Linked DNA regions of Danio rerio: region 1 is linked to region 2. A link is a contact called in public Micro-C data. All regions are on one chromosome and are shown on one strand. Each heading gives the region's core, a stretch centred on a gene start, on an enhancer-like site or on the middle of the called end of the contact. The rest is flanking DNA. Distances are from core to core; before and after follow the strand shown.

The links. Hi-C and Micro-C count contacts between places; a contact is called where the count stands out from the background.
Region 1: a contact with region 2 is called in a Micro-C map of caudal fin, with 18 times the contacts expected there. The contact joins the enhancer-like site here to the promoter of tbl1xr1a in region 2. A contact is called at or near these places in 6 of 18 Hi-C or Micro-C datasets (caudal fin, embryo, hematopoietic stem cells and 1 more) and 2 of 4 datasets of contacts at active chromatin or transcription factors (caudal fin and gastrula embryo).

The regions. Positions count from the first base shown.
Region 1 is chr11:8,895,456-8,901,303 of GRCz12tu, reverse strand. All of the region lies in intron 18 of si:ch211-51h4.2, which reads left to right. tbl1xr1a (TBL1X/Y related 1a) reads right to left here. Exons shown (of 14, transcript NM_001020583.1): 4 at 4,202-4,304; 5 at 3,214-3,359; 6 at 1,415-1,634. The coding sequence starts at 4,259. Among named protein-coding and RNA genes, the nearest start is that of tbl1xr1a, 100 kb to the right of the region's middle. Within about 2 kb of position 4,588, at least 43 of the 62 cell types and tissues checked have an H3K27ac peak or open chromatin away from gene starts, as enhancers often do. A contact at or near this core is called in caudal fin, where this site is marked.
Region 2 is chr11:8,795,826-8,802,359 of GRCz12tu, reverse strand. tbl1xr1a (TBL1X/Y related 1a) reads right to left here and starts at 3,869. Exons shown (of 14, transcript NM_001020583.1): 1 at 3,617-3,869. All of the region lies in intron 18 of si:ch211-51h4.2, which reads left to right.

The DNA.
Region 1 (5,848 bases), core at 3,339-5,838, 98 kb before region 2:
TGCACCACTGCATTGCCATAAATGTAGTTGTCTTTAGTTATCTTTTTTACAGCTTTTAGATAACAAAAAATACAATTACTCCGCATTGATTTAGGCTACATTCACACTGCAAGGCTTAGTGCGCAAATCAGATTTTTTCTCAGATCAGATTTTTTTGCATGGCTGTTCACACTGCTCTTATAAATGTGGCCAATATCGGATTTGCAGTGTGAACAGATCATGATCCTAAACTGACCCGCATGCGCAAAATTACATTACGGAGAGCACAAAATGTCTAATTAGGCACACGTGTATGCTGCATGAGTAAGCACGTTTTCAGATCATGCTTATATGATTATTACCCTTTTCACAGACACCCGTGCTGTATTTCATGAACTGTAAATGGTTGTTCTGCTACTACTAATGTGTATTTCGGCATTTTAGACCTAAAATAAGAGTCCTGTGACAGAAAACACTGATCATTTGTGATTTATGACAGCCGCAGTGCGTGGCGCTCTGACCACCGGTGTATAGTGAACTCATCAGGGGTTAATGAGCAGCCGCAGACTGAACTGTAAAGGCGAAGTGGGTTTATCTGTTCGCAGTTATTTCATTTTACTTCGTTATAAACAACAGACACGTGCAGAAGGGGGGTTTGGGTATTCGAGCACCTACCCTTTTTTCTCTCTGAGAAAGTTCTCCCTCCTTTGCACACGGGTCTGCTATCCGCAACACCCAAGATGCTCTTCAGCTTCGCGTTTAACCCGTGCCTCAATCGTTAGCCAGATTAGTTAAAAAGCATCAGTTTTGCCTTCAAAATCTGTTTCAACATGAACAACCAACTCTCTGTGGTAAAGTGATCGCCCTGTGTGCCATTCTGCTGTGCTGCTGAGGGATAGATGATGTTTGCAGCACAGAATGATGACGCATGTCGCTCAAAGATTATGTAAAAGTCACATGGAATTCAACATAACCGTTCACACTGCGGTCGCATTGCAAAACACCAGATCGGTCTCTGATTTAAGGCTACATATAAAAGTGGCACAGATCTGACCTGAAAAGATCAGATTCTATGAGGTGTGTGCTGTTCACACTGTCATCACCTGAGTCACATGAGAGGGAAAAAATCAGATTCAGGCCACATTTGCCTGCAGTGTGAACATAGCCTAAAACAGACCTGTTGAATTTAAGCAAAGTATTTAAACAAGCATAATTAAATATAAGTAAATTACCTAAAATGCCGTATTAACCCTTAAAAAGTCCAATTAAATTAAGATCAAAAGTTACAGTGATTTTGTAACTAATTATACTAAGCACTGACTAATTTGTGTGCGTGAAAGATGCAGATGTCAGAGTATTATGCAACTTCTGCAAATAGTGCCGGACTAAAAGAGTGTTGTGTACAAAGTTAAACCGCAGACTAGAGCTGACTCACTAGGTAAGGCGTGAGCACCGTTCTCCTCTCCGTTTGCGGTGTTTTCTCCGTTTTTGGCATTCCCCTGCATGTTAGCGCTGGTTGCTGATGGCGCTGCGGCGGCCTGCTGCTGAGCCAGTTTGTCTCGGTATGCCTGCTGCCGGGTCTGTACCACATCGGGCATCACCGCGTCAATCAATGACAGTGATTCAATTGGCCGCCCATCGAACAGAGTGCCGTCCTGCAGAAAGAAGTCAAAGAGTCAGACATGCTGAACAATTTCAAGAAAGTCTCCCCCTTCACCCCAAACAAAAGGGTTAAATGAGACGGCCAAGTTTTGGTGTCTGCGTCATATTAAATTTACAAACAATTCCTAATCTAAGAAAATTATTTTTCAAATTTGTGTGGAGGGAAAAAATCAAATAAACATTTTAATAATGTTGCAAGACATTAATAACATTTAATAATAATAAATATTTTAATAATATTGCAGACAAATGGGTCACACCTAGTGGTTTGAAGAATAATGGTAAGACATAAAGAATTAAAATGATAAGGAATTAGTATTTTATGGCCTGACTGTTATCCTAGTGTGAGTGAGTTTCATCAAATGATTCTTGACATAAATGTGACGGACAATATTTTATTATATATTATATTTTTATTTATTACTCAAATATTATATATAATATTTAGCACAAAATATTTCTGTAAATAAAAATGCTTAAATGGTCATAATAGTGAATTTAATATTAATTAAAAAAACGAATTCTAATGTACAGGAAATCCCCAAAACAAAATAAAAATCTAATCCATTTGAAAATGTTATAGATTAGATGCTTGAACGCCCCTTTTTTGGTTTGACCTAGATTTCAAAGTTTATATTACTTTTATATTATGACAATGAAACTTATTAACACTAGTATTTTTAATTAGAGCTTACTTAAACACTATTTAGAAGCCATAATTCAATCATAATTTAAAAATCTAATCGTTTAGGGATCACATTTACAGTTGGAGTCAAAATTATTAGCCCTCCTGTGAATAGTTTTTTTCTTTTTCAAATGTTTCTTAAATGATGTTTAAAAGAGCAAAAACAAAAAAAACAAACAAAAAAAACTATTTCCTACAATATTTTTTCTTCTGGAGAAAGTCTTATTTGTTTTATTTGTTTAATGGCTAGAATAAAAGCAGTTTAATTTTTTTTAACTATTTTGATTAGCATTTTTACAGTCTTCTACAGAACAAGCTATTATTATACAATAACTTGCCTAATTACCCTTATTATGACTTTAAATGTCACTTTAAGCTGAATACTAGTATCTTGAAAAACATCTAGTCAAATATTAGTTACTGTCATCATGGCAAAGATATAATAAATCAGTTATTAGAAATGAGTTATTAAAACTATTATGTTAATGTGTTCAAAAATCTTTCCATTTTACAGAAATTGGGGAAAAATATAAAAAAGTTGGCTAAGTGAATATTACATATAAATATATCATGTCCATTTTATTTATGCCTGATGCATTAGATTGTTCTACTTAAAAAAAAGTATATAAAGTATATTAGCTACCTCCTAAGAATAATTCTCATTTTTATTTAATGTACTAAAATAAAAAAATAGATTTAATAAAAACAATATATGTTTAAACACTTTCATTTATTTTACAAAATTGAAAACGATTTTTATATGAATTTTAATTAAAAATCTCATGCATAATGTGAGATTCAGCATAAAAATATAAACAATAAAATAATTAATAATCATAACTCAATAGATGCCTCAAATGATGATGTAAATAAAGCTGCGCGGTCACCTCATTGATGCTGACTTCAGCCTCCACGTACTGCAGGCCCTTCTGAATGATGGAGATTAGGGCAGCAGGGGGCACCAAGGCGCCGTTGATGTTCGACTGGCTGATGTGGCTCTCAATGCCGAATGTGAAGGCCGAGTGGGAAAACCCTGCCAGAGGGAATGATAAACACTTCAGTGTGACGCTTGCTGGATCAACTTTCTCTTCTGCTCACAGCTACACAGAGCGTATCATGTGTGCTCCTTTAAACAACGCCCTGACTGTGAACAGCCATAGAGTTGTACTGTAAGCAATGCTGATGGAGGCTTATGAATCAAAAGGAATAAGTGATAGGTCTATCAATCAAATATGAAAACATTTTGGTGTGTTTTTTAATCATTATTCATGGGAAAATGTACCAAATAATTAAAACGTTGTTCATTTACATACGCTCCACATTTTCCAAAATGATTTGAGTAGTGACAAACAGAAGATATTTTGAAGAATGTTGGAAACCTGCCACCACTAGGTATGATTCCATCCAAAGTTATACTTTGTGCAAAATGTCTGTTTTTTTGGTCATTATGCAGAATTATATTTGCAGAATTATAAAAACAACCCGAGACGACAACGATTAACTGGTTAGTCTAGTTATCCAATGGCATCCTCTGTTGAGGCAAAATCAGATAACATATTTGAAGACTGTATTGACTAAATGTTTTTCCAATGCAGTGGATGTGCATGTCATATTATTATTTTTTATTATTAATAATAATGTAATATTCTAAAATATATAAACATAGCTATTGATTTTCATAGTACATATTTCCTACTATGCAAGCCAACATTCTTCAAAATATCTTTATAAGAGTCTCGTAAATGTTTAGAACCACTTAAGGGTTAGTAATAATCATTATTTATTATTGTTATCATTATTATTATTATTTAATATTCAGGAAAGAGCGTTTTTTTGTAAAATGTTGGTGGTGATTAGTGTGGTAGCGCCACCTACCTGACTCCTGCAGGTATCTATACACCAGGAAGTTGACCTCATCGCTGCTAATACTCATCTTCACACTTGCTTACACCATGAGGTCAGCACACAGGACACTAGCCTGAGAGAAAAAGAGGACAAAAACAATCTCAGAAACGGAATGACACTAAAAGCGTCAACAGAAGAGGTATGGATATTGCCAGACTTTCTGCTTTCCACTCAGGGGACTCGGAGTGTGTATAAAAAGCCTCTTTTTTTACAGTGCAATAAGGGGGTAAAAGCTCTCTTTGTCAGCAGGAACCTGAGTGTGTAGTGTGCTGCCAGAGGTTACCAAGGGCTTCACAGCCCTGCATGGCTGAATAACAAGTTGTAGTTCCAAAAGTGTCCATTATACTAAGGGGGCGCTGTTGCATCAAACTGAACTGCAGAACAAACAAAAAAAAGCTCCTGCCACTGAAAATGTTTACATGAGAGTTACTACAAAATACTTGTGTTTACTTGAGTTTGTGACTCAGATTCAATTTGACTGGCCTTACAGAGCTGCCAAAATGTCAGTTCACACATTGAGATGCATTTACAACTTTAGCACAGGAGGGTTTAGTTGAAATTAAAACTGACCTAGATTTGACAGTTTTTTTACATGATTAAACTGTTCGATTTATTGTGATATAAAGGGAACAGTTAACACATTTCATTCTCAAGGACACTGCTCTGTTTTTTTGCTGAATTTCTTCAAATAGCATGCTCTATATTTAACCACAATTTTAACATGTCTGCTGAACGGTAGACTTCTTGAAGCAGAAAACAAAACATGTAAAACACTTAATTTCTCAGATAAAAAATACAGCTGGATACATTTTACTGTCTAAAAAAAGAAACAAAGCTACACTATTATTTTATTTATTTATTTATTTTTGATGTATGAAAGCTCTTTTAAATTGTTACACACCTAAAATAAGATATTTTTATTTTGCATTATACAACTTAAACAGATTTTAAAAATCCCTGAAATGTGTAACAATACATCACAGTGTTTCCTCTAGGATTTTTTTCCAGCTGTGGCGGCAGGCCTTTTTTTTACACAGATATACCAAATACCTGTGGCGTTATTTCATTGACAAATGTCTTGAGCGCAGTATTAGAAGTCAAGATCGCATTTATGTAATTACCTACATGTACGAGCATGTGAATCTCTGCTTAACGATTTCCTCTGCTTGTGCACAAAACATCTTGCACGCGACCTCAAATATAAGTCGCTTCAAGAGCGCGCAGATCTTCTTGTGCGCTCTCAAACAAATGCTGCTGAGTGCGATTTAGTGCGTTTATGTAACGAGGATGTCTCCAGCATTTATTAGATTTGCTAGGAATGTTTATGAATGTCTCTAATACAGTGGTCCCCAACCCCCGGGCCACAGTACCGGGCCGCACAAGAATTAATTATCTTTAAGTTGCCAGATAAAGTTGCTACATTTAAAGCCAAACTGAGGCATATTGGACATGTTTCAAACATTAGCGGGGATTTTGTGTGAGACTAAGCCTGCGCCCTCACTCACCAAGCTGGTGCACGATCATCAGTATTCACTGTTGAAGGAGTTTGAGCGCTACTTCCCAACCTCAAAGGACCCACAAACGGCTAGGGAATGGATACGTGACCCATTTGTCAAC
Region 2 (6,534 bases), core at 2,620-5,119:
TTAATCCTTTATATTTATATCCTATATATATCCTTATTATATCCTATAAATATATCTTTAATATTTTAACTCTTTTTCATATGTAAAGATATTTGCGTATTGCTCTATATCCTGTCTGTATTAAGCAATGTGTAAGCGAGGTGCACAACTAACGCGCTCTGCGTGGATTTTAGGAAAGAAAGAATCATTTATACAGTTTCTCAAAATAGCATCGCACCAGCAATGCGCCTCAACACACCTCCTTATTTTAGACTAGAACACCTATGGGCGCATATATGAGCGCAAATGCTTTTACTATTTAAACAGCGTTGTGCAAAATGTCAAAACAACTCTTGTGCCAAGCTGAAAGTAGCAAACAACAATTGCTTCACGTCTTGCGCCGCATTGCACGGGGTGTATGATAGGGCCCATGGTTTCTGCTACATTCATTCTTCCATGACGGAGCACCACAGCAAAATTAATTTTTGCCACGTCTACATTACAGCTTCTCATTCAAAACCTTTACCATAAGCTTTCAGTTATGTTGAACACCATTTACATAATTAAACTTTATAAAGGTCTATGGTTCTGCATACAATTACTTTATTTTACTGGAGTTTATAGCCGTTTCATTTTACTTCAGGACGCATCAATCCCGCTCTGTAGGCCTATTGGGGACATTCATAAATATTAGCAAATCGAATAAATGTTGGAGACATACTTGTTACATAAACGCACTAAATCAGAGAAAATCAGTGCGCAAGCAAAAAGATTTGCATGCTCGTATTTCATGAATGCAGTCTCGACTTGTAATACTGCGCTTATAACATTTGTCCTTGAAATAAGGCTATAGTTGGAAGATCTGTGTAAAAGGCCTGCCGCCACAGCTGGAAAAAAATCTTAGAGGAAACACTGAATCACATTTACCTATCCATGACAGGCTCAAACTGCTTAGTAAAATAATTAACAATTATCATTATATTCCAAAAATTATTTTATTTTTCGCACACCAAATTCACCAAATATTTATTATCGTAATCATAAGCACGTTAGTTTGTAGCACAAGCCAGTTCCCAAATAATGTCCTAGCTATTGTATAAGTAAGTATAGTGGCTAATGAGTAGGGCCAGATGGAATCTGCGGGCATTTTTTGCTATATCTGCAGAGAATTTTGGTAAAAGTCTGTGGATTTCTGCAGAATTATTTTGGGAGAATCAGAACTAAAACCTTAATATATGAAATAAAAATAATATCTTTTTAACTTTTATTTAATGTTTAAAATGCAAATCCAATTAGATTCACTTTATTTGGTAAATAAAGCAAGTGTCACATAATATATCTAGTAAAAGACAGAAAATATTACTTTACAAACTGCATTGTAAATAAATCAGATGAACATTTTCACATTAGTCAATAATATTACTGAAATTAAGTAAAAAACTGAATAAATATAGATTTACACACATTTACTCATGTAAATGAACAGAATTAATGATGGGCTAAAAATCTGCGGAAAATCTGCTGAATCTGCGCGCGCAGACTCCAGGTGGGCCTACTAATGACTCAAAAGTCGCACATATATTCACAAGACAGTTCCGCATTGAAAACTAAAGTGGAAATACTCATTCAGTCTGCAGAACAGAGCTACTTCAAACACAGCATGTGATTGATGGATCTGATAGCAGACCACCAACCATATAATTCACAAACCGTTCAAGAAACAGACCCGACAGTCATTTTAACTCAACTCGAACTCCGTGAACCCTTTAATTCCATGTTAACTAGCCAACACGCCAACAATTTGTAGTAGCAACTAAAAAGATAATCGTTTTGTTTACTAGTTGCACTCAAAGTTTGATGCAATCCCTCCACTACTGAAACAGCTAGAGTTCAAACGAAATGCTTTATTTACAAAGAATGAATGCAAAGCGGACGCACCCTCAGCTAATTTACAAATCCACTTTCCATATTACCTGTGTTTACGATCATTTACAGTACTACTACTGATTATACCGGATTGCATAACTAGACAACAGTTACAGCGTTCCTCAATGACCTTGCAGAAAATAAACCCAGGCCTTGTTCAAGAAAGCACAGACCATGGCAGGCATTTTCAAGCTCACACCACCATCTGCCCATCTCAACTCAACCTTGAGGCTCAAGAGAAACAGGGTCAACGGCACCGCAACACAGCACAGACACAAATGTCACGTTTCAACACGTCGACTGGCCCACTGCAATTCTGCTCCACGAGGGAACGAGTGGGGGAGAGGAAAAAAAAAAGAGGGAAAAAAGCGCAATAGATCAGATCTGTCTGTCCCATCCCCCACATCTTGCTTCAATCCACTCTGAGGCACAAGTTACATAACCGTGCCACTCTTCCATTCAGAGAGACGCAGATTTCAAACAAAGACTGAGAGACTCAAATCTTTCACTGAGAGAAACGAAGACATGTTTAATAGTGTTTTAATAGCGTTTTATTGTTGGCCTAATTTCAGACGGGGGGTTGTGTAAGAAAATGAGCTAGGTTAACCTAACACTAACTAGTAAATGAGTTAAAGGGTTGGTGATCTAAATAGGTTACATGAGAGCCATTACAATGGGAGTTTCCCAACACACATGGCCTTCAGATTACACACACACACACACATTACAGAGCTCCCCACCCCCACTCTAGACTGAACACCATGATCCAGATATCACATCCACACACATATTCCTTTTTATAAAGACTATTGTTTTGTATTTATTGACTGTTTGACTTGTATAAATCATTGTTACATTGTGTTATACAGTATGCATTAAGTCTGGAGCCTTATTTTGGTGTTACTCGCAGTCATATGCATTGCATAGTTTGACAATGAGAGTGTATATAATCAGTGTGCATGCTAAGAAATATCACTTTACATGTAAATGATTACAAATTCACGATCATGTCATTTGACACACACTTGTGTTTGCCCAAACACTGAATGAGTTGAGCTTCCCCTCCCCCACTCTCACAGAGTTAGTGCTTTGCCAACAACAGTCATGTGCTCGTGCTCATCTACATGTACAGTTTGATTATAAACATTGATTATAATTCATATACAGTTAACGTAACATAATTATGTAATTATATAATAAAAACAAGACTAAGTCAGTGTTTTGAAGTGCATCACATGTAGATAATAATAGAAGTGTGTTTATATGAGAACATTAACTTGATTTAAGTGTATGAAGCACATGAAAATTTGTTAGAAATCAACTTTAATGTTATATTACATATGCATACAGCAATAATAAACATACAAAGCAGATGTAAAATTGTTCTATTAATGCTTAATTTGATTGCTTGTGTATTTTAATGCATTATGAAATTTTATTTTGCACACACCTAAACTACAAAACAATCTGAAGTGGTGCTGCATTTACGCGCGCGCGCACACACACGCGCTCACGCTCACACACACACACACACACACACACACACACACACAGTGCTTCCCATCCCCCACCCAGCCAGATCCTCCAAAAGAAATGCCCTTGCCAAATAATAAATCGCTGTATATTGTTATTAAAAATACCCAACGCAACACAAACACGCATATACTACCGTATTATCGATATAACGAGTAAAAATTAAGAAAACACTCACTTTAATACCCGGATGAACGCGAGGACTGCCTTTCACTGCTTGTGTGGAATTTCCTCCTCCTCGACTATTTTGTCAAATAGTGCTCAAACAAAGCGTTATAAAGCTGCTTTGAGGCGGCAGGTCTTCAGATAAATTCCCAAACAACAGTCCGGTCCCGTTCGCATCGGCGTAGAGCGGAATAAAATCGTTTAAAAATAGATTTAAGAGCGATTGAGGTACATTGTGGGGCTGTTTGCTAGTGGAGAAAGAGCCAAACGGTTCAGGAGCAGCCAACGGCTTCAGACACTCAAACACTGGAGAGGTGACTTTCCAGGCGAAAATGGGGGAGGCCTGGGCGGTTGTCTATGCAGCTTTGTTGAAACTGAAGGAGGAATATCGCAATAACATGCCTCTTCGTTCCATCTCAATCTGGATTTTACTGTGAACTGCGGAAGAGGTATATCATTTTAGCGACTTACAATCTTTATTATGATGCGCGGGACTCGTTTTGACACGCGAATTGAGATTGTTTATGTTGTAAAAATGCCATTAAAAGAGATTATATTAGGCATTGTGATATGGCCAGATTTATCATTTGAGATCTTTTATAAGGTCATAAATGTTGATTGTTATTCAGTGAATAGGCACAACAGTTATAAATGTAATTGATTAAATTTTGACCTAATTATGATCATTAATTATGATAATGTGTTTTTATTTTGTGTAGTCACATTTAAAAATGTTCATTTACATGTGGCTTGTGTTTCAATACTGTGGATTATATTTTGTCTAATAAATTCTTTATTAATGTGAAAATATGCAAGTCTGTTTTTCTTTTTAAATGTTAACATTAAAGTAATTTTTACTATTTTAATATTGTATGGGTTAGGGCTGTGCAATTAATCGAATCGCAATTTGAAACTTATAAATGCATGACTGCTGTCTGTGTGTGTGACAGTGTTATTAGCCAACTAAGTAAGCACACTTTCGTTCTACCCATTTAGGAGAGCGTTTCCAAAAACCATAGTTTGCCAACTAAGGTCGCACATTCGGTCATTACAAACATAGTTTGTTGATTTGACATTTCCCAAATCCAATTTTCCAATGAACATTTGCAAACCGCATTGCAAACTTGTATGCCTGCAACTACACCTCTGGAGCTGGAGTTAGAAACATAGTTCCTGGCTGTGTTTTATTCCCAGTTATCCCTTCTAATACCTATTAATTTACCACCCATTCGGGTATATTAAGTGTTGCTTATACCTGTGACCTTACATGGTAAGTAAATATGTCAGCAGTATGTAACTACAGTGTATTTACACACAGGTACATAGTATTAATTGTATAACACTAGTGTAACTACATACATAAAACAACACACTGATTAGTATGTGTAAGTTCAAAAGTGTAACAGGACTTTGGTAAAACACTAAAAACTACACATCTGTAACAAGATGATAATAAGTGCATTGTGTAACAACAATACACTTGCAGGTATTTTCCCACTTCCACAGCTGTTTGCATGCCATGTACTTCTGAATACTGTTTTAGAATAAGAATGGCAGAACTAACACTACATTAGAAGGTTTCATCTTGTGATACTAGTGTAATTACAGCGTAAATCCTCAGGAACTGTCTTCTCAATATAGTGTAAAATGGTCACAAATTACTATGTAATATTTAAAACCAACACATTTGTGCAACTGTTTAACAATAGCAGCTACAGCCAAAAAGTATAAGTGTATATAGGAATATACAAATGCCTTGTGTTTATATGTTGTTTTAAGGTAAATTGTTAAATCACATTAATTCACATTAAAGAGTTAGTTTACCAAAGATTGTGTTATTAATGTCCTGTTACACATTTGAACTTACACATGCTATTCAGTGGGTTGTTACATGTGTGTAACACCAGTATTACACAAGTAAATACTATGTACCAGTGTGTACACACACTGTAGTTACATACAACTTACAAATATAAGTTCACAGGTATAAGCGACACATTATAAAGTGGGACCGAAAATTTTAACTTTCAAACTTGAAATGCTAAAAAAAAGCATTAAAGTCGTCTCTCTTAGGTGTAATTTGCTTTCAAAGTATTTTTTACAGTTCAGTTTTAGCGATCCTCATGTTTACAATTGCGCTCAACATTGATGTCATTTTGAACACAGCTGTGGCTCATGACGAAAGCTATAGGTGACCGATTATTTAAAAGCGGAATTAATGTTGCGTTGTTGTGAAAACAAAAGGCATAGCTTACGTCAATGCTTTTAATTCATAGTAGGTTATTTGTTAAGTATCTGAACTGTATATGACATGGGCCTGTTGGTTATAACAAATCTGTTGTGGTTTGCATGTGTCAAATTGTATAATAATACATATAAATATTTATAATAATAATCATAATTTGCATTAATATTATTATTAAAGTAATTTTTTTCATTTACTAATAAATAATAAATATTAAATTAAATTTCTTAATAAATAACCTCATTATTTATGTATATGAATTATACATTTTTGTTTTAGAATAGAATATGTAATGTTCTCAATAGTAAAGGAAACATCGGTCCTATATGTGCCATTTACATATTTCAAAGAAATATGAAAAGCGAGTGCATGTTTTTATAAAAATAATATTGGATTATTTTTTTTTAATGTGTGTGCATTTAAAATATAGTTTGCACAAAGAAATTATGGGATTCTTTTCTCAAGAAGTTGTTACCAACCGGTTTAGAGCATCATTGTGGGCGTTTTACGATATAATTAACTTGGTTCAAATGATGGATCTGCGACAGAGTTTTGGGAAACACTCGTCACAACATCGTTCCGTACCCTACTGATGTATTATACTATGATAGTCCAGTCGCGAGTTAAGTCGTTGTTTGCACCCCAAAATAGTGCAACAGAACTAATGCGAAATGCCCACAATAAAA